5 separate regions of the Mus musculus genome follow, and all the other regions are linked to region 2. Evidence: chromatin contacts called from public promoter capture Hi-C data. All regions are on one chromosome and are shown on one strand. The core of a region is the stretch at or near the end of the contact, and the rest is flanking DNA. Distances in the headings are between cores, read along the strand shown.

Region 1 (2,700 bases), core at 160-2,659, 840 kb after region 2:
CTTGTCAGCTGAGGTTTCTTGTAATCTGTTAATTTACTCGGCTTCAGAGAGCCAGAAGTAGCTTCTTCCAAGGACACCCAACTACTTCCAGACTGTGGAGCAGGCCTAGGCATGCAAGTAAAAAGCTGACACCCCACTCTTCTTCAGCCATCCAACTTTGGTTGTAACTTCCACTGAACATTTCTCCATGACCCTTGTACACTCAAATCCTCCACTTCTCTGTGGACCTCTGGCTTGTATTTCCATGTCACTATCAAGATAAGTGGCTCCCATGGTCTAAGTGCTTGGGAATACCCTGTGTGACTTTCCTCTTTCACATTGGCATCTGGTCTATATATCACCCTTGGCTTATCAAACTCAGGGACACCTGTATACTAGACAAGCAGTCTACCTTCTGAGCTAGGCTTGATGTCCTTATATTATATTCTCTTTTACAAAGATGACAAGTTATTAGAAGTCTCTTCTAACTGCTTGCCCTAGAATTGTCTTTCCTCTGGTTGTACTAGGCAAGGAGAGGCCAACATCCTCCTGCATTATCCTAGGTCAAACAGTGGAAACAGCTATCACCCACTCTGACTTGTATCTCAGCTTAATCTCTCAGATCTTGCCTGATCTTTGCACCTCACAAAACCATAGCCGACATATTAATGTAATCTCCCTTCTCCTTTTCAATCCTGTGGACAGCTTCTTGGTGGGCCCAGGCCCAGCAATCCTCTAGGTTGGTCTGACCGACTCCAAGTACTGATGCCCTGGGGTGCTGAGGCCTGCAGAACGATCCAAGCTTCCTTTGCAGAGCCTAGCAGTGCATCTGAGAAACAGAGTGCAGGCAGAAAGACAAGCCAGAGCATCACAAAGAAGAGACCTAGAACTGGAAAACAAGATCCAGAGAGAGTGCCTAGTAGACGCTGCTGGGTTAAAACGTCAGAGATATGCTCTGCAGAAACCTACAGCATGGCTGGAGAAAGGCCAGGTGCCCACAACAGCCTCCGGTCGGGGCGGGGCCTGATAAGGCTGGACTGGGCTGGGGACCAGGCCTTGCCAGTTAGAGGAAGAGGCTGAAAGCAGGGATTGGGGTGAGGAGTAGCAGACCAGAGGTTGAGTGGAGTTGGGGGCGGGTCCTGGTGGCGGCGGCGGGTAGGGGGCTGTGGGCGGGGCCTGGAAACTGAAGGAGCTGGTAATAGTCTAGGGCGAGGCTGGAGGGAGGGTCCCAAGGTGCAGGATTAGGGGCTCAGGGCGGGGTCTGGAGGAGACAAACGACTATAAGGTGGGGGTCTAGGGAGGGGCCTGGTGGCGTGGGGGCGAGGCCAGGCCGCCGGTTGGGCAGTTTAGGACTCAGGGTTTTGGACCAAGCGGTTCTTTGGCCCACTGGGCCCGACCGCACTGAAGCCACGCCCTTTTCCCCTGCTCAGACCACGCCCAAGGCCCCATCAAACTCCTCCCGGAGGCCCCCTCCGGTCCTATTTCCTCCCTCGCGGGTGGAGGCTCTGTAGCGAGGAGTTTCTCGGCCCAGAGCGGTCTGCGGCTTGTCTAAGGCATCTTCGGATTAGCTGATCTCCGCACCGCCTCGGCCTGCATCTTGCTTTCTGAACCTCCAGGTAAGCAATCACCCCTCTCTGGGGGCGCCGCCCTAGTAGATACCCTCGAAACATTCCTCTCCTCCAGGGCTAAGAGCAGTCCGGCTCGGAGCCAAAACAGTCATTTAGTTTCCCATCATTTCTCCGACAAGGTATTTCTCAGAGTTTCCCATCTGGTCGGGGATCAGGTTGCATTCTGATCTGAGAGCTGTGGTGCCCCCATGGAGCAGGTGCAGGTGGTGGACATGAATAGAAAACGCGCGGGAGAGAATGGGGGTTGTCGTGACGTGGGGAATCCGGACATGTGAACAGGCACTGCGCCACAGGAATGTCTGTCACTAGAGAATTTGTACGGAGCGCCTGCTGGGTGCTACCGACCCGACAGGCGAAGGCCGAAGGCCGCAGACACAGAGATTCGGGAACCACGTAGACCCAGCCTCTGGGAAACAAGGGAGTGTGTAGAGCACTATCCAAATCCTGGAGGAAGGAGGTTGAAGTGTTGTGAGGAAGCCTATGGTGTCTGAGGGAAAGGGGCAGCCTGTCATGAGGGCACCTGCTATGGAGAGCTTTCTGGGCCCAGGCCACAAAATCCTAGGGAAATGGCCAGGCTGGTGTATTTGCAGACCAGAAAAGAGGCTGGAGTGTATACAGGGAAGAAAGGAGGTAGGGAGTGGTTGACCAGGGCTTGGAAGACAATGAGGAGCCCACAGCTCCATCCTCCGGGCTGTGTGTACAAGGGATGTTTAAGGCAGCAAGCAACAGCCATCTGATTGTGTCTTGAGAGGAAGACCCTGCCCTATGCTGGGAAAGTTGAAAAGACACCAGGGCAACCTGGACGTCTGGCTGGACCCCTGATGGAAGGTGCGTGAAGTGATAAGAGGTAAGTTAGAAATTCTGTGTTTCCCCCCAAGAATTGTGTTTCATGCTTGTTTGGAAGTGAGATGTGAGGAAGGTCTGTGTGAAGCTTTCCGAGGTGGTCTTCTGAGAATTTGGAAGGGGCCTTATTTTATTTGGGGGAAGGGCTAGGTTGAATCTAGGGCCTCATGCTAGACAAGCACTTTGCCGCTGCAGCACTTTGGTTGCTTCCTTCCTTCCTTCGTGTGTGTGTGTGTGTGTGTGTGTGTGT
Region 2 (2,700 bases), core at 91-2,590:
AGGTGGGAGGAAGAGCACATCACCTGAATCCACTTATGCTGAAGAGGAAAGAGACAAATCTTGCACGGGGTGGGGGTGGGGAGGCTTAGTTCAGTTAGAGTGCCTGGCAGGCACAAAGTCCTGTGCTCAAGTCCTCGAAGTACAGAAACCATGCACAGTGGTGCGTCCCTGCCACCCCAGCATCGAGAATGCAGGATGGTCAGGAGTTCAAGGTCGTTCTTGGCTACACAGTTCAAACTTGCATAGCTTACAAAAGAGCTTGGATTCAATGAATAAATAGATAGATAACTAAATAAAGATTAAAGTCTTTTCATTTGTCCAATTTATAAACTTCCTCTGCTAATCTCAATTTTGTCCTATCTAGTTAAAAGACATCGAGGCCAGTGTAACAGCTTCAGAGCCGGACAGCCTGACGTTAACACCCAGGATTTGCATAGCCACCTCCAGTTGTCCTCACCTCCGTATGCACATCACACTGTGGCGTGCACGCACTTACACCCACACGTGTCACGCACATGCAATAATGACTAAATAATGTTTTTAAAGACAGAGAAGATAAGGCAGATTCTATTGAGTCATTCACACACATAAATATTCTGTATGTGGGCCGGAGCTATGACTACCCAAGATTTATTATTTTAATTACTTGTTGAGAAAGAGGGATTTCCAAAGGGACAGGCCCCTTGCTCCTTGCACCAGAAAGCAGAAAGCAGAAAGCAGAAAGCAGAAAGCAGAAAGCAGAGCTCTTGCCTAGACTCCTCCAGTGAGATGTTTTGGGTAATGGCTGGGAACCTCCTTTCTCAGTGGGTCCTTTCTCAGTGGTAGAGCTCTTGCTTAGCCCCACCCCCACCCCGCCCCCAGAGAGGGGCTGGGTCTCTAGCTCTGTGGTAGACCATCTGTATAGAGCATACCACTGAGAGGCTGGAGACATGGTTCAGAGGTAGGGTACCTGGCTGGAATTCCATAGTGAGGGTCTGGTGGTGTGGTTCAGCAAGGGAGCAGTTGACTAGATTTTAGCTGGTAGAGCTTGCCTACACTGTATATCCCCGCCAAACATAGAAACATACATGACAGCTGTGGTCACACAGGGACCGTGTCTCAGTTTGCATCTCCAGCCCTACAGGTGAAGTCTTGGCTCCTAGCCTTGCCCCTCCCACCATGGTCCCTGGTGTTATCTCCAGACAACGTCCTGAGAAGACAATCCTTCTAATGTAGGAAGGGCTGAGCAGGAGGGAAATCCCTCCTCTGGGACCTCTAGAGTTCACCTCTCTTGGGGTCAGATGTGGCAATGGAAGGCCAGGGGCCAGGGTACTTATTATCCAAGGCAGGATGGGCCAGAAGTCAACAAGAAGGAGCTGTGGGACAGGAGCTAATACCCAGAACTGAGTTGTGTCCTGCTAAGTCCTCTGCCACGGTAAGTGATAGCCATCCCCCAGTCAGAGTGCTGATGTGGCGGCCCCAGAGCTGCTGAATGTCCATCCATGTGTGCCCTCAGGAACTAAAGGACATTGCAGTCTGACTCCCCCAGCATGGGAAGGGTCTGGTCTAAGGCGGGGCTCTTGCTTGTCTCTTGCAGTACCCACGGGATGAAGAACCTTTCATTTCCCCTCCTTTTCCTTTTCTTCCTTGTCCCTGAACTGCTGGGCTCCAGCATGCCACTGTGTCCCATCGATGAAGCCATCGACAAGAAGATCAAACAAGACTTCAACTCCCTGTGTGAGGATCCCCCCTTCGCCCCCATCCAACCTTGCCGAGGGCCTTACAGACTTATCCCTGATGGGGAACAGACCCGCCCAGCTACAAGGCTACCCTCAGCCTCAGCCTCACCCTGTTCCAACCCAAATTCATCCTGACCTACCTTGATCATGGTTCACCCCACAACTTAGCTTCTTCCAACCATCACCTCCAAACCTCCCCTCACTCCAAAAGGCCCCACACTGTGGTCCATGGAGCTGAGCCCCCAGTGCCTGACCCTCTTGCCTCAGCCTCCTGAGTGTTTGGAGTACAGGTGTGAGCAAAATATTTTACCGTGAACGTGTGCTGTCCATGTCTGTGTATGTGTGTTTATATATGTGGTGCACATATGTGAAGGAGCTTGTGTGTGCATAGGCATATGGAGAATTGAAGTTGGTGTAGTGTTATCATTCCACCTCTGCTTTGTTGAGACAGAATCTCTCAGCTGAACCCAGGGCTTGTGGGTTTGTGGTAGTCTAGTTAGCCATCTTGTTCTGGGGACTCCATGTCTGTCTGCCTCCTGGAGGCTGGGATTATGGGTGCCCCTACACCATGCATGCCTAGCTTCTAAATGGGTTCTGGGGATCTTGGCTCTGATCCTCCCACTTGTGAGTCAAACTCTTTAGCTATAAGTCACCTTCTCACTCTGCTGAGAAGAATTTGACCTCACTGTCAGTGTCAAACCCAAAGATCGCCCCCTGCAAAGATGCAGCTGGATTACCCCTTCAATCTTCCCTTCTGCAGTTCCAAATGCAATAAAGAACATTGGCTTAAATTGCTGGACAGTCTCCTCCAGAGGGAAGTTGGCCTCCTGCCCAGAAGGTGAGTGCAAACTCTGTTGTTCAGACTTTCTGGAAGTTCTGAAACTCCTCTGTCTGCCTTGTCTGGGTCCTCAACATGTCTGTCCTTAGGACTCCCTCCCAGACTTCCAGTCTTCTCATCTCCCAGCCCAGCTCAAGGTCCTTT
Region 3 (2,700 bases), core at 190-2,689, 600 kb after region 2:
CTGCTTGTACTCCCGCACATAAAGTGCCAGATATTATCAACACAAGCAGCAGCCATGGTGGGGTTTCTGGGTCTGTCTCTGAGGCAAACTGTACCGTGCATTATAGGTAGGCAGCGTCCAATGTGAGTCGAAGAAAGCCTGCCTGCCAGGGCCAGGACTCAAGGAGTGCACTGAAATTGAGGATGACCATAACAAAGAAATAAGAGATAAGAGGTGTCCGCATTTCCAGGAAAGAATGTAGCATGCCTGGTAGTTGGGGAAAGCTGAGGTTGGTGCGGGGTCCTTCACTCACCAGGGACTCAGTGTTGAGGGATCAGCAATGAGGATAAGTATGTAGAGAGAAGGGGACAGGGTAGATAAAGGCACCAGGTGGGGTTCTGGCCTGGCCAGGAAGGAAGATGGGTAGCTAAGGTAGGTAAGGACTGGACTTCTCCGAACGCCCTCAACTTCGAGCTAGGGCATCTAGGCATAACCCTGAGCACAGTCCAGGCTGGTGGCACCCCTCCACGGGGATGACCCTAAGGACCTGCCCCGACTGGTTCCCCATCACACCAACGCATAGTCGAACTGCCCGCGTTCGAGCGCCTCCTTGTGGTCGGTCCAGGACGAGGCGGGCATGCGGCTGTAGGGGTCTAGCAGTATGCGCACACAGCGCACCATCAACAGAACCAACACCACGAGCAGGCAGAGCACGAAGGCGAACACCGTGCGTTGCTCGACGTCCAGGCCCGCGCCCACCGGGGGCCCCGTCGACGGCGGCAGCGGCTCCGGTGATAGTGTCCACGCCGAACTCATAGCTCACATCGCCGCGCTCTGAGGAGAGAGGGGTACCCACCCCGGGGTCCGCGGGGATGAGGCTATGCCCTTCCTGCACCTCCATCCACCCCTTCTGGAGTAGCCCCTTTGCTGTATCCCACAGCATCATCTCTGTCCGTGTTGTCGTCTCCGGGCTACGCCCATGCCCCGCCTGTGCGCTCCGCCGCCACAGCCACGCGGGGACTCAACTCCAGCGGTGCGCGCAGGTGGGGTCGCTGAGAGCCGGGACAGGTCAGCTTAGATCTGCCCAGCCCGCGCACAACAGGTGCGATCGCGCTGGGACAGAGACCAGAGCTGCACTGTTTGAACTGGTCCCCGCCCCGCTCCCTTTGTTCTCCAAGGCCCAAGACCCCCCTCCCCCACCGTAGCCGACTCCCGGGCTACAACGCGCCCCCCTCACCCTTGGTCCTAGACGGGGACCGGCCGCCCTGCAGCCCCTCTCTCTCTCTCTTTCTCGGAACTCGTGCGCTGCTTTGCTCTGGTCTTCCCGGGTGGCAGTGGTAGCGGCGGAGGCTGTGGCAGCCCCGGCTCAGCCCACCCCACCCGCCCCTGGAGCGGTGGAGACCGAGGGAGGAAGGAGAGCCGCGCGCCAGCCCAGCCGCCGCGGCTGTTCCCATGGCGACGAGGGCGGGGCTGCGAGGGGGTGGTGGCTGTGTTAGGAGCGGTGCCTGGGCTTGTGACCCCGCCCCGGCCTGCCTATCGGAAGGCTGAACCTTCCCACCGCTGTGCCAGCCCAGACAGCCTCAGCTTCCAGCTCCTAGAGCACCCAGGACCTCGCCAGGACATGGGCATTTACGCCTCTCCCACGGAAGCCTCTCCTAACCTCGGTGTCTGTATCCGTATTCTTCCCGGGCAACCCCTTACCCCAGTCTCTGTTAGTTAAGCCCCGAAGCCTTAGGGAACCCCGAATTCAACTGAGACCCCAGACAGCTGGGATGCTTATTCTTCCCACAAAAGGGCAGGGTGTTGGCCCGAGAAAGCAGCACTCTCTCTGGCTACAATCCTTCACTGACCTAGGTCTCTGACAGGCCCTCAGTCCCAGCCTTCCCAGCAGAGAGGTACACTTCAAACCGTTCAAACTGCTCTTCTGCGCTTTGGTGTTTTATTAGGTCCAGATCTTAGGCTTATGTACAGGAAGTAAGAGCACTGATTTAAAAACAAAAACAAAACAAAACAAAAGGACCTAAAGTGGCTTGGAAGGCAATGCCAGTGGACTACTTAGAACAGCAGGCCAGGCCTCACCCGACAGGAGTCCTGGGCTGGGGCCTTCTGACACTGCCAGCAACCCCTGTGACGGACGCACTGGGAGACAGTCCCCATCCTGCTAGACACCCCAAGCTCTTCCCTTGTCCAGCTGGTTTCACAGCTGCCCTGAAGAACTTGGGGCAGAAGCTTGTTCACAGCTGTATCAGATGTGGCAAAGTGTCTCTGTGTGTCTGTCCCATGATGGTCTAGCCTCGAGCTGCCTAGACTCCATTGCTGCCCTCAGAGGATCTGCTCTGTGCTGGAGGCTGAGATGTCCAGAAGGCGCCAGGCAGCATAAGGGTTGAGCTCCTCCTGGTCTCTGCAGAGTGCCCACACGTACAGCATTCGCTGCACCTTGTCCTGTGAAGACCGGGCAGGGTGAGGGGTCAGGCTTGGTGGGTGTACAGAAAGAAGGGCTACTGAGGGGGACAGGGAAGGGGTTCCCGGGCTGCTGGCTCTGGTCAGTGGTCAGATGAAACGGTGCTCTGACTTCAAAAAGCTCTCAATTCGTACTTGTGGTGCTTCTGCCTGGCTCTGTGCTGGGGAGGCGTGCAATGCACAGGGCCCTGTATGTGAGAAGCACTCCCAAACCTCCATTCCCTTGATTACCACTCACCGGGTCACCATCATACACCTCGC
Region 4 (2,700 bases), core at 47-2,546, 560 kb after region 2:
GCCAGGGGTCTTCATAGGGGCCCTCTCTCCTTTCCCAGAAGCTGGGGGCCTGTTGGCTTCAGGGAGAAGACAAAAATCAGTGGTACTTCTGAAAAAGAGGAGTATCTAAGAAGGAAGAGAGAAGGTAAGCAGAGTGCAGATGGAGGTCACAAATAAAGCTGAGTACCTGGGCTACGAGGACCTGCCCCAGCACTGCGCGCTGGTGCCCCGTGAATAGTGGTCTGTGGAAGAGCTGCTTTGCTGGTCTGTGGAAGAGCTGCTTTGCTGGTCTGTGGAAGAGCGGCTTTGCTGGTCTGTGGAAGAGCGGCTTTGCTGGTCTGTGGAAGAGCGGCTTTGCAGACGCCTGGGGCTCGCTCCACCAGGGACCTTCGCCCCATAGCTCCGTTTGCTTCCAAGACTCGAAGGGCAGCAGTGGTCACAGGGGGAGGAGGTCGAGCGGACCCAGAAGGAGGCCTAGGGGTCAGAAGGCCAGGGGGTCGTGAAGACGGCATTCGCGGGGCAGTTCCTGATTTGACGCTATCCCTCTTGTCCATACCGCACCTAATGAGGAAGACAGGAGGCTTGGTATCCCAGGTCCTGAACCAATCACTACAAACCATCCTGAAGCCTCCCTGTGCTTCCTTCTAGCATCGCCACCCATGGGTGCCTAAACCTCAGCCTAAAGAGCCTCGATTTGTTTTTCTTCTAAGCACCCACACCCGCTCACCAACCTGGCCGCTTTCAAGTCCTACGGCTACCTCCATCCCCAAGGCTAAGACGCCCTGTTCAGTCCCCACCCTCCGACCCCCGACCCCGCCTCTGCCCTATTACAAGAACAACATCCACTCCCCTACCCCCTCGCCTCTTGAAAACCTAAATGACCAATCCGGCAAACAGGGAAATGCCTCCGGCTTCCAGATTCAGGGGCCTCAGTGTGCACGCCGATGGGGCTTCGCCAGCGTCCTTCCTCAGGTTCCACAGGCACCTGCACAGAGAAAAAGAGTGGCCTTGTTGCCCGCGAACGGGCTCTGGGAGACAAAGAGCTGACCCCTCCCCCAGTCTGGTCCCCTATGCCAACGATCCGCCCGATCCACCTGCTCACAGCACGCGTTCACCTCCGCCTCTGGGCACCAGCCGCTCCACACAGGGTCGCTTGGGGTGGGGCTGGGCCGGAGAGCAGTAGCGGGGAGCAGCGAAAAGGCAAGGGGAGGGGGCTTCAAGCGACAGAGCCTAGGGAGCTTGGCCACGGCCCCGCCCCCCAGCTTCGGGTGGGGAGAGTAGAGGATGCGCGCACTCGCTCTCGGTCCAGAGCCGAGAGCGTGCCGAGAGGGCTAAGAAAAGAGGCGCGCCTCCGAGGGAGGTGCGGGTGCTGCCTCCCTGTAATACCCCAGAAGAGGCCGATTTCAATGGTCGTGTCTAGCAACCACAGAACTCGAGAGGCTCAGTGGGGGAATCCTTGAAGACCCTCACAGTCCTCTACTCAAGCTCTTGCACCTGCTCCGACACCCCCCTTCTCTAGCACTTGGAGACAGACACTCTCCTAGACAAGGGATAGGCTGGGCCTTGGCAACCAGTAGGGCGGGATCATTGTGCCTCTGGCCCACCAACCAATCCAGCCATTTTGTGTGCCCTGGTCCTCTTTTCCTGCACTTGATGACTATGGAGGCTAGATAGTCCTGCGACACCTGTGCCAGGTCACCTATTTTGTAACTTTGACTTTTCTCACAGCCCTTACCTGATACGGTTGGTGGGAGAATGAGAACCCTGGGAGTTACTTTGTATTACATTTTATTTGGTGTGTGTGTGTGTGTGTGTGTGTGTGTGTGTGTGTGTGTGTGTCCTTGTGCACATGTCACTGCATACTGGTAAAAGTCAAAGAACAACTTGTAGGGCTCAGTTCACTCCTACAACCAGTGGGTCCTGGAGATAGAATCCAGGTGATCAGACTTGGCCGTAAGTGTCTTTACCCACTGAGCTATCTCACCAGGCCCCAAACTCTTGGACTTAGAGGATGCACAGCAGATCCCAGAGTTGAGAGGAGAGAGGAAGAATAGCGGGATGAAAGAAAGGGAGAGAAATAGGAAACACGATGGTGGCTCTGCCTTCTGTGGGGCAGAGCATCTCAACTTTGCTGGCCCACAGGCAGTCAAGTCCTCAGAAACTTCCTGGCAGAGCTGAATTTGTGGAGTATCAAAAAACACGATTACAGAGGGAAAGAGAACTCTCTAAAATGTGTATGAAGAAACTGAGAGCACTCTGAGTATCTCAACCCAGTTGAACAACTAAAAGCTGTCACTTTAGTTTAGTTTGCCAGCTCATGGATCCAGTGGGGCAGGTGTGCCTTATAAGGCATCTTACCCATAGAGGATGTTAAACCAAGACCCTGGTCTGTAAGGGATCTCTGAAGTATATGGGCTCATTGAGTTGGCATTTTGGGCTGTACAGCCAATACTCTAGAGATACAGGCAGAAGGCTCCTGAGTTCCGGGTCCGCCTGGGCTACTTAAGGTTTATTGACTCATCACAGTGCTAACTAGATAAAAGAAATGAGTCCAGGAACATCTTCAAAAGTTTCAGAAGGAGGGCTAGCAAGCAGCTGGAATGAGGTCTGCTGGACCTAGAATTAAGAGCATTTTCAGGGCTGGCCATGTAGCTCAGTTGGCAGAGTATTTCTGTGGCATACAAAAAGTCCTGGTCTCTATCCTCAGCAACACATAAACCT
Region 5 (2,700 bases), core at 145-2,644, 960 kb after region 2:
CATGGAGATAGACACCAGAGAGGAGGCTAAAGAGTTGTAGCCAACTCTCCTCCCAACTCTTCCCAACTCTTCCCAACTCCTCCCAACTCTTCCTATCTCCTCCCAACTCCTCTCAACTCTCCTCCAAACTCCTCCCAATTCCTCAGCTAGCTGTTAAAAGCCCCCTACTGTCACTGCTCGGGGTCTTACATCATCGGAAGTAGGCTTTGGTAAATTGTTTAAGGAAGCCTTTAAATAAAAAGAATTAAAATAGTTTAAATTTATGCTTTGAAGATTTACAAAAAATCAGGTACTAAATGTTAAACAATAACTGACCTTAAAAATGTATTAATTTCTTCTTGGAAATTTGCCACTAGCCTTAGATGATTTTTATTGTGCCAAATAACAATGATGTTACTGAAAGGAAATAAAACTGTAATTCATGTAATGTATGTTAAATAGCCCAAAGAGTTGTTTGTGAGCTTTGAAACCTGGGGCTGAGAACACAGCAGAACAGACCAGGACATGCCCGGGCAAGCCCATCGCCTCCCTAGCTCCCACCCCTCTGACCTAAGTTAAATGTTACAGGCTGCTGATGTTTAAATGGACCAATCATGTGAAACCGCGCCAATTCCTCCCCCAGCCCCACTCCTTTTCTATAAAAACCCCTAGCTTCCAAGCCTCGTGGTCGAATCCACTGTCTCCTGTTGTGTGAGATACGTTTCGACCCGGAGCTCCGCCATTAAAAAACCTCTTGTTGTTACATCAAGGTGTTGTGTTCTATTCGCGATTCTTGGGTGCACGCCGAATCGGGAGCTGAGTGGGGGTTTCCCCACTGAGTTCTTTCATTACCTGTTCTATCCGTGATTGCGTCAATGAACACACTTTTTGAGAAGTTGTAATTCTTGGATGATTCTGTATTTTATTGTGCCAAATGACTATGATGATATATGTTCTATCTGACTGCTTCACTGAACACATCTGCTCAGAGTTGTAATATTTGTTTCTTTATGCATAAAAACCCTTGCATGAGGACTGCAAAATATATTCAGATTCAAACTGCCTCTGTGTTTGTTTTGTCACCGCCAAATCCTTACCCACCTAGCCTTCGAGGATCCTCTTCCCAGGAACCCTCATACCCGACTGGGGTGGTCCGTGGCAGGGCCTCCCTAAGGGCTGGCTGTGGTAGCTATTGGAGGACAAGAAAAAGTGCTATTGAAATGCGAATCTCTGCATATCTGGGAAAGGTCGGTCCTCGGCGTGGAAGCCTGGCCCAGGAACCACTATGCTCTGTCTCTTTAACACACTCTAACCCAAAGGGATGTGTTCCTGTCACTCAAGACTCATTGGCCAATCAGGTTCTCCAGGAAGGCCTCTCAGTCAGAAGAGGCGGGTTCTTCCGGGTGCCATACTGCAAGTCCAGCTCCGCCGCTGAGAAGCTCGAACGGTTCCGTGTGACGTGCTCTGTGTACTGCTGTTTGGTGCGGCTAGGAGAGCTCAGGCAAGCTCTGCAGTCACGGCATGGTGAGAGCAGGGTCACTTCCCCACGGCAAGGGGAAGAGCAGCCGGAGTGAGAGTGGTGGGTCCTCCCCAGAGGCTGGGTGGGAAGGCACAAGGACTTTGGAAATGCGGATCTTTGTATATCTGGAAATGGTCTGGCCCTGGACACTTCAGCACGCTCCAACCCTAACGGAGGTACTCAAGATGTTCAAGACTTGTTGGTCAATCAGGGCCTGCAGGCACACCTGCCAGTCAGAAGAGGAGGAGGGTCTCCCCCCCCCCCCCAGCTCCCCCGGGGTGCCCTGCTGCAGGTTCCGTTCTGTAGCTGAGCAGGTTTGACTGATCTGGTGTGCTGTGCTCTGTGTGCTGCTGCTGGATGCTGTGAGGGGAAATCAGACAAGATCCAAAATCTTGATATTGTGAGCGCAAGGTCATAGTCTGCAAAGGGGAGAAGCAGGCGACTGAGCAGCTGGGAGCTGGAGTGGTAGGTCCTTCCTGGGGCTGAGTGGGAAGCGGCAGCCTGTTGCACCCCCTCTGGTCTCTAGTCACTCCCTGGACCTCGTGGTGGCCTCAGAATTACTTCACTTTGGAGGCTGGATCAGTGCATTTGAAGCAGGGTCTTCTGTGTAGAAACATCCTTGGCAGGAAGACAAACTTGGATAGCCCTAGTTTCTCTAGTGTCTTCTACAAGTTCTTAGCATTTAACATTTAGGTGTAAGATCCATTTGGAGTTAATCTTGTGGAGGTTGTACAAGGTATCTCAAGTGCTGTGTAGCAGCACTCCAATATCTAGCTGTAATGTAGAAGATGATGTGAAGTAGTTACCAGTGCTTAGAAAGAGTAAGTGATATCAAATAATTTTTTTTTCTTTGCTTTTTCGAGACAGGGTTTCTCTGTGTAGCTCTGGCTGTCCTGGAACTCACTTTGTAGACCAGGCTGGCCTCGAACTCAGAAATCTGCCTGCCTCTACCTCCTAAGTGCTGGTATTAAAGGCGTGAGCCACCACCGCCCGGCTATCAAGCTAAGACTTCCTACAGAGAAGTAGTATGCTAACCAGACCTGTTAGAGATTAAGATGCTAGGATACACATGTTTGTTGACTAGGATTGTCCTGAAATATGGTTCCAAACCATAACAAAGGACACTCCCCTGATTTACAACCAGCCACTAGGTCTAAAAACAGGCCTCTATCAAGCTGCTCTCAGGGGGCATTACAGGGTCA

The links. Promoter capture Hi-C pulls out the DNA fragments that hold promoters and counts their contacts.
Region 1: a promoter capture Hi-C map of the HPC-7 cell line shows a contact between it and region 2. The contact joins the promoter of Cers4 here to the promoter of Retn in region 2. A contact is called at or near these places in 2 of 39 promoter capture datasets (the HPC-7 cell line and pre-B cells).
Region 3: a promoter capture Hi-C map of embryonic stem cells shows a contact between it and region 2. The contact joins the promoter of Ctxn1 here to the promoter of Retn in region 2. A contact is called at or near these places in 13 of 39 promoter capture datasets (the C10 cell line, the HPC-7 cell line, cranial neural crest and 5 more), 4 of 115 datasets of contacts at active chromatin or transcription factors (bone marrow-derived macrophages, embryonic stem cells and large pre-B cells) and 2 of 9 other capture datasets (embryonic stem cells and macrophages).
Region 4: a contact with region 2 is called in a promoter capture Hi-C map of embryonic stem cells, with 9 read pairs. The contact joins the promoter of Prr36 here to the promoter of Retn in region 2. A contact is called at or near these places in 7 of 39 promoter capture datasets (the C10 cell line, the HPC-7 cell line, cranial neural crest and 3 more), 2 of 115 datasets of contacts at active chromatin or transcription factors (both in embryonic stem cells) and 1 of 9 other capture datasets (embryonic stem cells).
Region 5: a promoter capture Hi-C map of liver shows a contact between it and region 2, with 4 times the contacts expected there. The contact joins the promoter of Zfp958 here to the promoter of Retn in region 2. A contact is called at or near these places in 6 of 39 promoter capture datasets (the HPC-7 cell line, hippocampal neurons, liver and 2 more), 1 of 115 datasets of contacts at active chromatin or transcription factors (embryonic stem cells) and 1 of 9 other capture datasets (liver).

Annotation. Positions count from the first base shown.
Region 1 is chr8:4,491,996-4,494,695 of GRCm38.p6, forward strand. Cers4 (ceramide synthase 4) reads left to right here and starts at 1,410. Exons shown (of 11, transcript NM_026058.4): 1 at 1,410-1,595.
Region 2 is chr8:3,654,430-3,657,129 of GRCm38.p6, forward strand. Retn (resistin) reads left to right here and starts at 1,341. Exons shown (of 5, transcript NM_001204959.1): 1 at 1,341-1,414; 2 at 1,577-1,716; 3 at 2,479-2,556. The coding sequence starts at 1,587.
Region 3 is chr8:4,257,835-4,260,534 of GRCm38.p6, forward strand. Ctxn1 (cortexin 1) reads right to left here and starts at 1,440. Exons shown (of 2, transcript NM_183315.2): 1 at 1,217-1,440; 2 at 1-813. The coding sequence starts at 795. The coding sequence ends at 547. Timm44 (translocase of inner mitochondrial membrane 44) reads right to left here. Exons shown (of 13, transcript NM_011592.2): 12 at 2,678-2,700; 13 at 1,897-2,421. The coding sequence ends at 2,302.
Region 4 is chr8:4,216,016-4,218,715 of GRCm38.p6, forward strand. Prr36 (proline rich 36) reads right to left here and starts at 1,297. Exons shown (of 7, transcript NM_207203.2): 1 at 1,074-1,297; 2 at 853-964; 3 at 167-540; 4 at 1-56. The coding sequence starts at 533.
Region 5 is chr8:4,611,776-4,614,475 of GRCm38.p6, forward strand. Zfp958 (zinc finger protein 958) reads left to right here and starts at 1,395. Exons shown (of 4, transcript NM_145591.5): 1 at 1,395-1,503. The coding sequence starts at 1,501.